Linked DNA regions of Zea mays: regions 1 and 2 are each linked to region 3. A link is a contact called in public Hi-C data. All regions are on one chromosome and are shown on one strand. Each heading gives the region's core, a stretch centred on a gene start, on an enhancer-like site or on the middle of the called end of the contact. The rest is flanking DNA. Distances are from core to core; before and after follow the strand shown.

Region 1 (3,438 bases), core at 754-3,253, 150 kb before region 3:
GATATGCGATGCAGCCCGACCCCAACCCCTTCCCAACACCCTCATCCTGCTCGTCGTCGTCGTCGCAACGCTAGCCTGCCCATCAAGCCCGATCTTGCTTGTTGCAACGATTCGACCCACGGCGAGCTTGGTGAACCAGCGAGCTATGCCTTTCTGCCGAAGAGTTCACTTGACACTGTCCCCTTCCCGATGCCCCTGCCCGAGGAGATCGACATTCGACAAGGTATAGATGGCTTGAATTCGGACAACAAGAATTTAGCAACATGTTTGCTTCTTTTGTTTATATAGTTTTCTTCTTTGAACTTGTATCTATTGATATAAAACTTAAATTCTATAAAACACCTGTAGGGTCTTGCTTGATTTTATCACGTGATTTTCTTGACCCCTGTGAATTGTCGTTCTGCATCTGCCACTTTGGATGGTGATGTCTGTGCACACTACCTTCATTGTTGAGTGTTGACGGCACTTCGGTTTATGGTAGCACACCTATTAAATTTTAGTTCTGAATCTAGATAAGTTATTTATTGTATAAATTTTAACTAGGTAGAAATTAAAGAACATAGTTAGAAGTAGTTTTTAATTTATCCAATTTAATTTTTTCTAGGCAGGTCCCCTTTAGTTAATAAATAAAGAAAGTAGGAATCCGCGTGCGTGTGCCTATCTGTTCATTCAAGAAAATCATGGCAACCTAACAGTGATATGTAGCACATAACAATATCAAATGAACAAAGTCTACGTACAAACTTAAGTGCAGCATGGGCTTTCGATATGAGCGTGTCCTACCAGGGTTCAGACTCAGCATCGTCAGTCATCAGCAAAGAGTAAAGACAAGCTAGCATAGTTGCTTGTGGCAGTTGACGATTCCATGTATCTCCATACCATGGGGAGCGCCCACAAGTAGCGCCAATCAGAAAAGGGGCACAGAAAGAAGAAAAAATGTAAGAACGAAGAAATAGTCACACAAATTAAGTAGCACTTCGGCGAAGAAACGAGGCAGCAGCAACCTAAATAATACTGATGCTGCCAGGCCTGGATGAGAAAAATCCAAATTACAGAAACTATACTCCTCTCCATATAATCCCCACTTCCCCAGTCGCAGATTAAGGGTGCTGAGTACAAGATGAGATGTGCAGAATAAGGGCGAGATGAGATGTATAGTATTGGTGTTCTGCGGAGAAGTCAAGTTAGTCAAGCAATTAGCACATGCAGCATGGCAGCAAAAATTTCCCCCAAACAGAGCAGTACCAACGCCATACCAGCGAAAGCGGAGCATAAAATTACCCCGTATATATATAGCGCGCGCACGAACGGGACACGCTACACGCCTCTTCGATTCATCTACACATAACCAGAGCTGTACGTCTGTCTACCCAATAACCATAATTCCAAAAATTCTCAACAAATTCGAACAGAGATAATTACGCATCACCTCAATTCATAGTTTCAAACAGCTTGGAAATGGGGCAGCACGCAGCGGGCAGTGTCGAAACGTAAGCAACGGAGGGGGCCGAGAGCGTACCATGAATCGGTAGAGTACTCGTAGAGCTTGCCCTTGGTGGAGAAGATGATGAGCGCGACCTCGGCGTCGCAGAGCACGGAGATCTCGTGCGCCTTCTTGAGTAGCCCCGAGCGGCGCTTGGAGAATGTCACCTGGCGGTTGATCTTGTTCTCGATCCGCTTCAGCTGCACCTTCCCGCGCCCCATCGCCGCCGCCTTCTCCCTCTCCTGATCTCAACCTAAATCCTAGCTCAGGCACGTCGCTTCAGCCGCCGCCGCCGACAGCAGCTATAAAACTAGCTAGCTTCCTTCCTTGTTGCTTGCGAGAGGCTTGCTTGACACAGGATAGGTAAGCCTACGGCTGGCTAATTGTAGATAGTATGCGGTGGCGGTGGCGCCGGCGAGTGCATGACGTCGCAGCTAGCTGCGGCGGTGGAGAGATAGGGGGAGGGAGGTGAGGGGACAGGCCGGGAGGAGGGAGACGCTGGGAGGAGGCGGATTTAAAGCGGTGATGAGCGCTGCCGCGACGGATCGGAGGGGGAGGGGGTATAGCGAAACCGGGATGGTTTCCCCGCCGCCGCTGTCGAACTGGCATTGGCCGATGCGGCGTGCCCGGGCCCACCTGGCCCCACGGCATCTCTCATCGCAAGGGCCCGCTGCCAGGGTCTTTCCTCGTACGGTCGAAACCGGCTTCTCTCACACACCTTGCCTGGCATGAAGTAATGACGACAAGATGCTGGCAGGCAGCAGCTATTATCTGTTTTTGTTTCTATCTACTCCACTCGACTACTGGTAGCTATAATGAATATCGCTATAACATTTATTTTCGACCAAAGTATTAGCAGTAGTATCTTCGAATAAATTTATTACACAAAAAAACCAACGCTCCATCTATTAATTCTATTTATATATTAAAACTATTAGTGTTATTTTTATATGTTTTATTAAAAATAAAAACGTTTGACTCTAACATATGAGAACAAGACTTGTTTTAGGGGGTGTTTAGTCTCTATGGGTGTTTGGGTTCTATTTTAGTTATCGTATTTATTAGTTTAGGGTCTAAAATAAAATAAAATGGATGGATTAAAAAATAGTTAGAAACCAAACAATCCTTAAGCTTTGTTTGGATACTCTAGTATTGACCATAATCCATATGTGTTGAGGTGGATTATATGTAAATTAGTTTAAGTTATACTGCAAACCACCTTAATACATATGGATTAGGATCAATACTAGATTACTCAAAGTAGGCATTAGGATGGTAGTGGAGTAGTATACTTTCTTAGTTCTTTTTTATTTGTCGCGCGCGTTAAAAACTGAACTAGTGGACGATAAATATTCGAGAATGGAGGTATTGTTTTAAATAGATCTAACTAGATTCGTTGTTGTCATTTTTTGTATCGGAATGTTTTGCTTTCAAATTAATTTGCACGGCCGTGCTGGTGCCACGTGCAGCGGTGCCCAAGCATTAAAGATATCAGATTGTTTGGAGTATGCGGCTCGTCGGGGTTTTTATTTTTATTTTGCTTTTTTAAGCGCACCGTACGCCGTGCACGTGATGAAGTCTGCGGGGTAATGTTTGGGCAAAACGGGGAAGGGGCAGCAACTGGTCGCCTGGTTTCCCGGCTCGGTCACTTTTCGCAGTCCGGAGAGGCGGACAACGCGTGGGGCGGGCTGACGCAGCAAGGGGCCGCCCACTTTTGGGCCGGTCCGACGGCAGCGGCCAGGCCACGACGGGGACGGGCCAATGCGGGACACCTGTGTCTCCTGCAGTCCTGCTGCTGCTGCACGAGCACGATGCGGCGGCTACAGGTCTACAGCAACAGTGCTATCAGAGCCGTTCGCTGCTACGGGCCTACGGCCTACCTCACCCAGGCCCAATCCACCCATGACCGTGATTGGCCGCGACCTGACTGCTTGTTTGATAGAGGTTCGTTAGCT
Region 2 (3,542 bases), core at 108-2,607, 190 kb after region 3:
AAATAAGCACAGTGTATAGAGTAGAACCGTACGTCTTCTATTTCTAGCGGATGCATGGCGTGCTCTAAAATTTAGAGGATTCTTTACAGTCTCTTGTTGAAGACAAAAAGTTGCATGCATCCTCTATATTTTAGAGGACAGAACCATTTACAGGTCCCTGTTAGAGGTAGTCTAACCGAACAGCCCCACGCGCTAGAGGCCCAGCAAGCGCGCTGCGATACGGTTTGGTAGGTCCAAGCAAAAGAGGGATTCGACATGCTCAGCGAGAGCAACTGACAGGTGGGTCCCATGTGCCAGCCACAACACTGCACGAGGGGCTGCCCATCGGGGCCCGTGCGTCAGCGCATGGTGACCACACGTGTGCCAGGGCCACAGGGACCGAGTCACTGCCCATGCAGGTCCACCTGTCGGCGCGCGGGGGATGGCGTGAGGTAATGGGCGAGAGGGTGTGTTTCGGCCCAGGTAGGTTCATTCTCTTTCTTTTTTTTCTTTTCTGTTTTCCTATTTCCATTTAAATCAATTCCCCTATCAAATTTCAAGATTTTAAATTCAAACTTGATTATGAATTTTGGCCACAAATCAAATGCACAAATAAAAAGTCTCTCAGTATGAATGCATTCACCATTTTATAAAAATAATTATTATCATTATATATATATATATATATATATATATATATATATATATATATATATATATATATATATATATATATATATCATTTGTTTAAATTAGCATGTCTCATCAACAAAACACAACTTAATAAATTTTAATATAATTTTCCAAGTAACATAAGAACTAACTAACTTCCTTAATGCGTTGTTTAGGGTTTACACACAATACGACATTATACTAGTCTCTATTATATAAAGCATTGGTTCCCATCATCCTCCTTTCGTTTACCTCTCTCTTCTCTTGATAAAAAAATCTAAAATTATACATAAACAAGGATTAACATGATAGTTGTAGCTTCAAACACACATGTCTTTGTGTTTTATATTTTATACTTAAATATATGATAAATAAAAACCGTAGCCACATACAGACACTATACTAGCTACAATTTACTGGTTAAGGTTATATTCCTTCTTTATTTTTTATTTATTGTATTTTATTAGTTTAAAAATAAACTAACATACCACAAATATTCGAGTACGAAGCAGTATAAACTGCAGCGTCAAGGACTCAAGCCTGAAGGGAACGAGTTCACCTGTTCATTCGTCATAAAGCAAAGGCAAACGGGCTTGGCCTCCGAGCCCAACAACGATGTCGCTGTTAGGAAAAAGCACTATTCTCTCATTTTGCCTTTGGGCCCAAGAAAGGAGCGTCCCCAAGTCCTGACGGCTGACGCCATCGACGCGGCGACGCCCTCCAACAAAACCGAAGAGGCGAGGAAGGAACACATGCTCTCTCCGCTGTTCTTGCTGAGTTGTTGTGGACAAAAAGAGCACGAAAGTGGGTAGAGAAAACGGGGGGCAAGCCAACCACACTCGCAGCCAGCCTGCCCGCTCGCCCGCCCGCCATTCTTGCCGATTCGAGTCGACGTCACGCCTCCGGCGCCCCCTTCGGTTGTCACCTCGGGGGTCGCGGATTGGTGGAGGGGAGGATTTGAGCGGCGCGGCCATGGATACAACATCTAGGGCCGCCAAGATCCCGTCGCTCCACCAGACGGAGATCAACTGGGATAAGTAAGCAACTATCCGTCTTGTAATTTTATAGGTTTCCATTTCGTGCCGATTCCCCCCTTTCCCGCGGTCCGTCCTAGTCTCCTAGAGATTTAGCTCCGACCATTGAACAGTGTCCTCCGCCCTAGTCCGAATCGGCTTTATCGCCTAGGTTTAGGAATTGTCGTTTGAGGATTTGACATCTCTGTTCATGCTCTGTGATGACCCAAGGTGGTGCGTCGGCGAGTATGGTGGAATTGATCAGCAGGTATGGAGTATTAGTTGAGTTCTTCGGGTATTAGTGCTTGGGCCGTATTAATATTTCTTTGGGCTGTAATAGATGGATTATCCAGGGCATTAGCCGTATTAGTAGTTGAATTCGAGATCTATAAATACTGTAATGAGTTGTTGAGAGGAGGATATGAAATAAAATAGAAACAGATACCTGAACAAACTCACCTGGTCCCCGTCGGCGTTGTCGTCGTCGTTCCGCAAGCAACTCACGCCCGGCGATCCGCCGCTGTGGCCAAGGGTCATCACAAGTGGTATCGGAGCTGTTGATCCTCGGAGGGTGGTCATCACGGCGCCGTCCACGAAGCCATCCGTTCAGACGTGGCTGATCCTAGAAGCAGTGGCAGGCGTGGAGCAAAAAAGGGAGGAGCGTTGGGAGCGGATGATGCTGGCGGTGGAGCGGTTGACTGGAAGATGGAAACCATGGAGATTGGACAGAAGAAAGCGGAGGAAGATCGAGCACTGATGGCTCGACAAATGGAGGAAAACGAGAGAACCATTGCACAGCTGCGACTGGAGTTGCAGGCGAAGGACTTGGAAGGTAACGAAACAAACTCTGAGCGAGAGATGTGTGCTCCTCGATGGGATGATCGGGGTGGAGGAATGGAGCGTGGAAGAGATCGTAGGGAGCAGTGGGGTGGAGGAAGAGAGGGTAGGACAGGCCCATTTCCGAAGTGGACATTCCCCAAATTTCAGGGCAGTGATCCAGGAATATGGTTTGATCGATGTGTAGATTACTTCAATGTCTATTAGGTGCCGGAGTGAATGTGGGCGAGTTCGGCTTTTATGCACATGAGGGGAATGCGTCAAGGTGGCTGCAGGTGTATAAGTTGAAACATGGATTGTGTGATTGGGGGCAGTTTACACAGGCAGTTAGGGAGAAGTTCGGAGTAGGCGAATATCCTCAAGCTATGAGAGATTTAGTCAATGTGACTCAGCAACAAGGAGTGGAGGAATACTCTCAAGCCTTTGATGATATCAGATATGTCACTACTTTGCATAATTCTGAGTTGGATGAGACTTTCTTTGTGACACTATATCAGGGGGCTGAAACCTGAAATTCAAACTCAGGTCATGGCTCAGATGCCTAAGACAGTGGATAAGACGAAGAGGTTGGCCAAGGTGTATCAGGAGATTTCAGAGAAGAATAGAATGAAGCATCAAAAGGGGCTGGCTCTGAAAACTCAGGTTACAGGAGTAAGGGGAGATAATAGGGCAGGAACATTGTATCCTGAGTTGAGCAAGGAGAGGCAGTTGAGAGACTACAGAAGAGCAAATGGGTTGTGTTTTATCTGTGGTGATAAATTTGAACCAGGCCATCAAGCAAAATGTCCCAAGAGGTTGGTAACTCAACTGCATAATCTGACAGTGGAAGATATGGGTATGATTTTGACTGATGAAGTGTTGCAGAAGTTGGAGCATGAGGAGAAGTGAGTGGAGGAGTTACATCAATTATCCTGGAATGCTATCAGTGCACAGAATGTGATGGATGCATGAGGGTCCAAGCTCTGATTCAGGATCAGATGTTGGTCATGTTGATTGATTCTGGTAGTTCTGCAACCTTTATCAGTCAGCGAATTGTAGCAA
Region 3 (3,604 bases), core at 997-3,496:
ATATGACACCGTTGACTTTTTTTAAAAAAAACTTTAACTACTCGTTTTATTATTCAAAAAATAATGAGTTATCAATTATTTTTTTGTGATTTGTTTTATCACTTAAGGTAGTTTATATTTGACTTAAAATTTTATATTTTTGAATAAATATTTTAAATAAGACGAGTGGTCAAAGTTTTTTTTAAAAAAGTCAACAGTGTCATATATTTATAAACGGAGCTAGTATTTTTTTTGTATACGTCATAACAAAACTATAGCCAAAAGTTATATTATGGTGAATGTGCCATTGTCCAAGATGACCAATTATGGATTCATGCATAGCTAGCGTAGTAGGGTGTGTTTTTTGAGTTCTAGATTTTTATAGAACAGTTTTGGATTTATATTCTGAAATATTTTTTAGTAAATCGGAATCACTTTATTGAACCGTTTGCAGGTTAGCTAACAAGATTGGTACCAGAAAAAGTAAAATCGGGCATAGCAACTCAATTTATCTCTTTTTAATTTTAAAAGCTTAAATGCCCCCCTCCCCCTTCTGATTGTATGGTTTTAGAGCAACTCCCCTATAATACGAAACTGTTGTATATGTAAGTAGGTGATGTGGTTTAAGGATAGATCTCTTTGTTTTTGTACAGAGTAGAAATTGCAGATACATCTTACATTACATTGTTGCAATAATAGTACCTTTTTTTGGAACAATGTGATAATACTTGGTACTGCCACATATAATGCGAGAAGAGAGTAGTACTAGAACGAATATTCGTGATTGATTATTTAAAAAAAAAGATGATTGCAATAAGCAATGTATCGGGAAAGGTGCATGCATATGCTAATACCAGTTTATATTACCGTTCAAAAAAAATGTCATACATATGTTTGCCCATTATCTAAACATCACGTTATGTTATATCTAAAAAAACACGGTGCAGAGAAGTATATATGCAGTATGCTGGATAGAATTGTATTAAAAGAAGTAGTTGCCGAACTAAAAACTCAGAAAAGTGCGTGCATATGTTAAGACCATATTCACATATATTCTAGTCGAACTGCGTGATACTGAAACAGCTGCGTTGAATGCATATATGTGCACGGACATGAACTGATACATTTGCAGGCCAGGTACACTGATGAGGTGCACATCAAATGAAACCCTTGTTTTTCCCTTGAGTGACACACACACAGAGACGCAGACCGTAGACCGTAGACCGCATACATGTGTCGACCTCCTGGTCGCCTTTGCCCGGACCCCCCCCCCCCCCCCCCCCCCCCCGTCCGTTTGTAGACTTTCTATGCAACCTACTAGCTTCTGAAGATACGAGTACTGTGTACGCGCTGTACTGGTTGCCCAATAGAACAGAAAAGAATAAGGGGGGAAAACAGCAAATTAAAGCGCCACCGCCACCTATGAGTTTATGCAAGGACGTAAGCGTGATGAGGACGGGCAAACAAAACCCAGATCGAATCACACGTACGAAGGATTAGTGGCTAACAAAAAGGAGAGAGGGGAATCGGATCGAAGCGAAGCGAATATATGTGTAATAGGGTTTGTATGGTTACTTGGAGGAGGATGAGAACTGGTAGAGGCGGCCGGCGTGGGAGAAGAGGACGAGCGCGACCTCGGCGTCGCAGAGGATGGAGAGCTCGTACGCCTTCTTGAGCAGGCCGTTCCGGCGCTTGGCGAAGGTCACCTGCCGGCTGATCTTGTTCTCGATCCGCTGCAGCACCACCTTCCCGCGCCCCATGGTGCCCTGCCTGATCTCTCGGCTTTTTTGCCTCTCCGGATCGACGATCCCTCAGCGATTCTGCTGCTTTCTCTCTCTCGCCACCAGCAGGCGCTATCAGCGACCTCTTTAAACGACGGATTTGCCCCGTTCGTACCGCAATTATTGACGAAGGCGGTCCGTGCCCTTCGCCCTCTAGCGCAGACACACTGCACACAGGAGCCCGCGCTCGCTCGCTGCTCGCGCTCTGGGTTTTTCTGGCTGCCACTCAATTGGCTCGACGGGTGAGGGCCCTGCGGCATGTGGGTGGTGGGCTGCTATATGCTCGCTCGCTGCCTGAGGCGCAGCGAGGGTGGAAGGAGCGAGACGGATGTTGAGAGAGCGAGGCCGGCGGGGAAGAATCTTTCTTTGGTGGGGGGGTGCAGATTGGATCTCGCTCTCGCCTCGCGTCCTCAGTTTTCCTCACCCTAGGTGGCCACTAGGCTCCTCCTAGGTTTCGTTTCCACCGGCCGCAGGGCACTGACGATAGGTTAGGTCGACAGGCGACAGATACCGCCACATTTCGAGTGGAGCTGGCCCCGTGGGGAGTACAAGTAGTGTACCTATACACACAACCCTCTTCATCGACGTCGCCGCGGAGGGGCCCGGACCGGATGCATGGCCGCGGCGCTGCCGGCGAGACGGCCGGTCCATCGGTACTCGGTAGATGACGCCGCGCGCGGCGAGATCGAAAGACTGGCCTGGTGACGAGACGTTGAGGTCGTCGGCCGCGTAACCCGTGTGAGAGCGGGCGAGAGCGAGAGCGAGAGGAGGGCGATGCGGGGCGGCGAATCCGAGGCGGAGATCCGGGTCGCTGCCGTGCACAGGGCCCGAATCAGGACGTGTCGAGCCCGCGGTGGTGCCGCGCGAAATGCCGGAAAGCCGCCTCCACCACCCAGCACCAGCAGAGAGAGAGCTGCTATCGCCTAGCGCCTGCGCTCACGCAACGCAACGCGGGGCAGCCTTCGATTCCCTCTACTAGCTAGTGCGAACCGAACCAGCGCTAGCTAGTGCAGTAGTGGTAGTGCACACCTCTGTTTACCGGTACGTACCCCGCCACCACACCACCGACCCGACCGGGCGGTCGCCACGGGCGACGCGGCAACGCCGGTGTCCTTTCCCCGCCTCGGTTTCGTCCCTCCGGCCGTCATGCTGACACGCGCGCGCGCCGTGGCCGAGCCGTAGTCGTGGAAAAAAATTTTGTTGGAGTCCCGGCTGCAAATCAGGCTGTTTGCAGCCCCTCACAAAAAGGAGGATAGACCCTACCTGCATGTCCAACAGATAACGTTTTAGTTGTGTTATTGACCTGCAGATGAGGCATATTTTTTTGTGAGGGGCTACAAACAACCTGGTTTGCAGCCGAGCTTAGGGCTGGAAACGAGTCAAGCTTGGCTCGGCTCGATATAGGCTCGCGAGCCTGTACACTCAAGTACTTAACAACAGTAATTACGGTCATTAGCTCAAATTTTAAGCACAATATGTTCCATATAATAAAAAATTATGTCTCTGTACTCTAGTTTCTTGTGAGTTGTGACCAAAACAACACACTGGTCACTGGATCTAGATGACTGGACACTAATAAACAAACTGACAACTGACAGGTGATAGATGCAATAGTTTGGACCGAGCCTCGAGCCGGCTCGCGAGCCTCACCGAGCCGGCTCGGCTCGGCTCGTTAGTGTAGCGAGTCATACAATGAGGCTCGGCTCGGGCTCGTTTAGGCTCGCGAGCCTCACCGAGCCGGCTCGGCTCAGCTCGTTAGTGTAGCGAGTCATACAATTAGGCTCGGCTCGGGCTCGTTTAGGCTCGCGAGCCTCACCGAGCCGAGCCGAGTCTGATCGAGCCTG

What was found. Hi-C and Micro-C count contacts between places; a contact is called where the count stands out from the background.
Region 1: a contact with region 3 is called in a Hi-C map of leaf, with 3 times the contacts expected there. The contact joins the promoter of LOC542041 here to the promoter of LOC542038 in region 3. A contact is called at or near these places in 9 of 25 Hi-C or Micro-C datasets (ear, endosperm, leaf and 3 more).
Region 2: a contact with region 3 is called in a Hi-C map of tassel, with 2.0 times the contacts expected there. The contact joins the promoter of LOC100284570 here to the promoter of LOC542038 in region 3. A contact is called at or near these places in 5 of 25 Hi-C or Micro-C datasets (ear, leaf, tassel and 1 more).

The regions. Positions count from the first base shown.
Region 1 is chr1:283,877,253-283,880,690 of Zm-B73-REFERENCE-NAM-5.0, forward strand. It overlaps LOC542041 (m4 protein), which reads right to left and starts at 2,004. Exons shown (of 8, transcript NM_001111681.1): 1 at 1,520-2,004. The coding sequence starts at 1,704.
Region 2 is chr1:284,211,856-284,215,397 of Zm-B73-REFERENCE-NAM-5.0, forward strand. LOC100284570 reads left to right here and starts at 1,358. Exons shown (of 6, transcript NM_001370665.1): 1 at 1,358-1,688. The coding sequence starts at 1,624.
Region 3 is chr1:284,023,773-284,027,376 of Zm-B73-REFERENCE-NAM-5.0, forward strand. It overlaps LOC542038 (MADS24), which reads right to left and starts at 2,247. Exons shown (of 8, transcript NM_001111679.2): 1 at 1,555-2,247. The coding sequence starts at 1,739.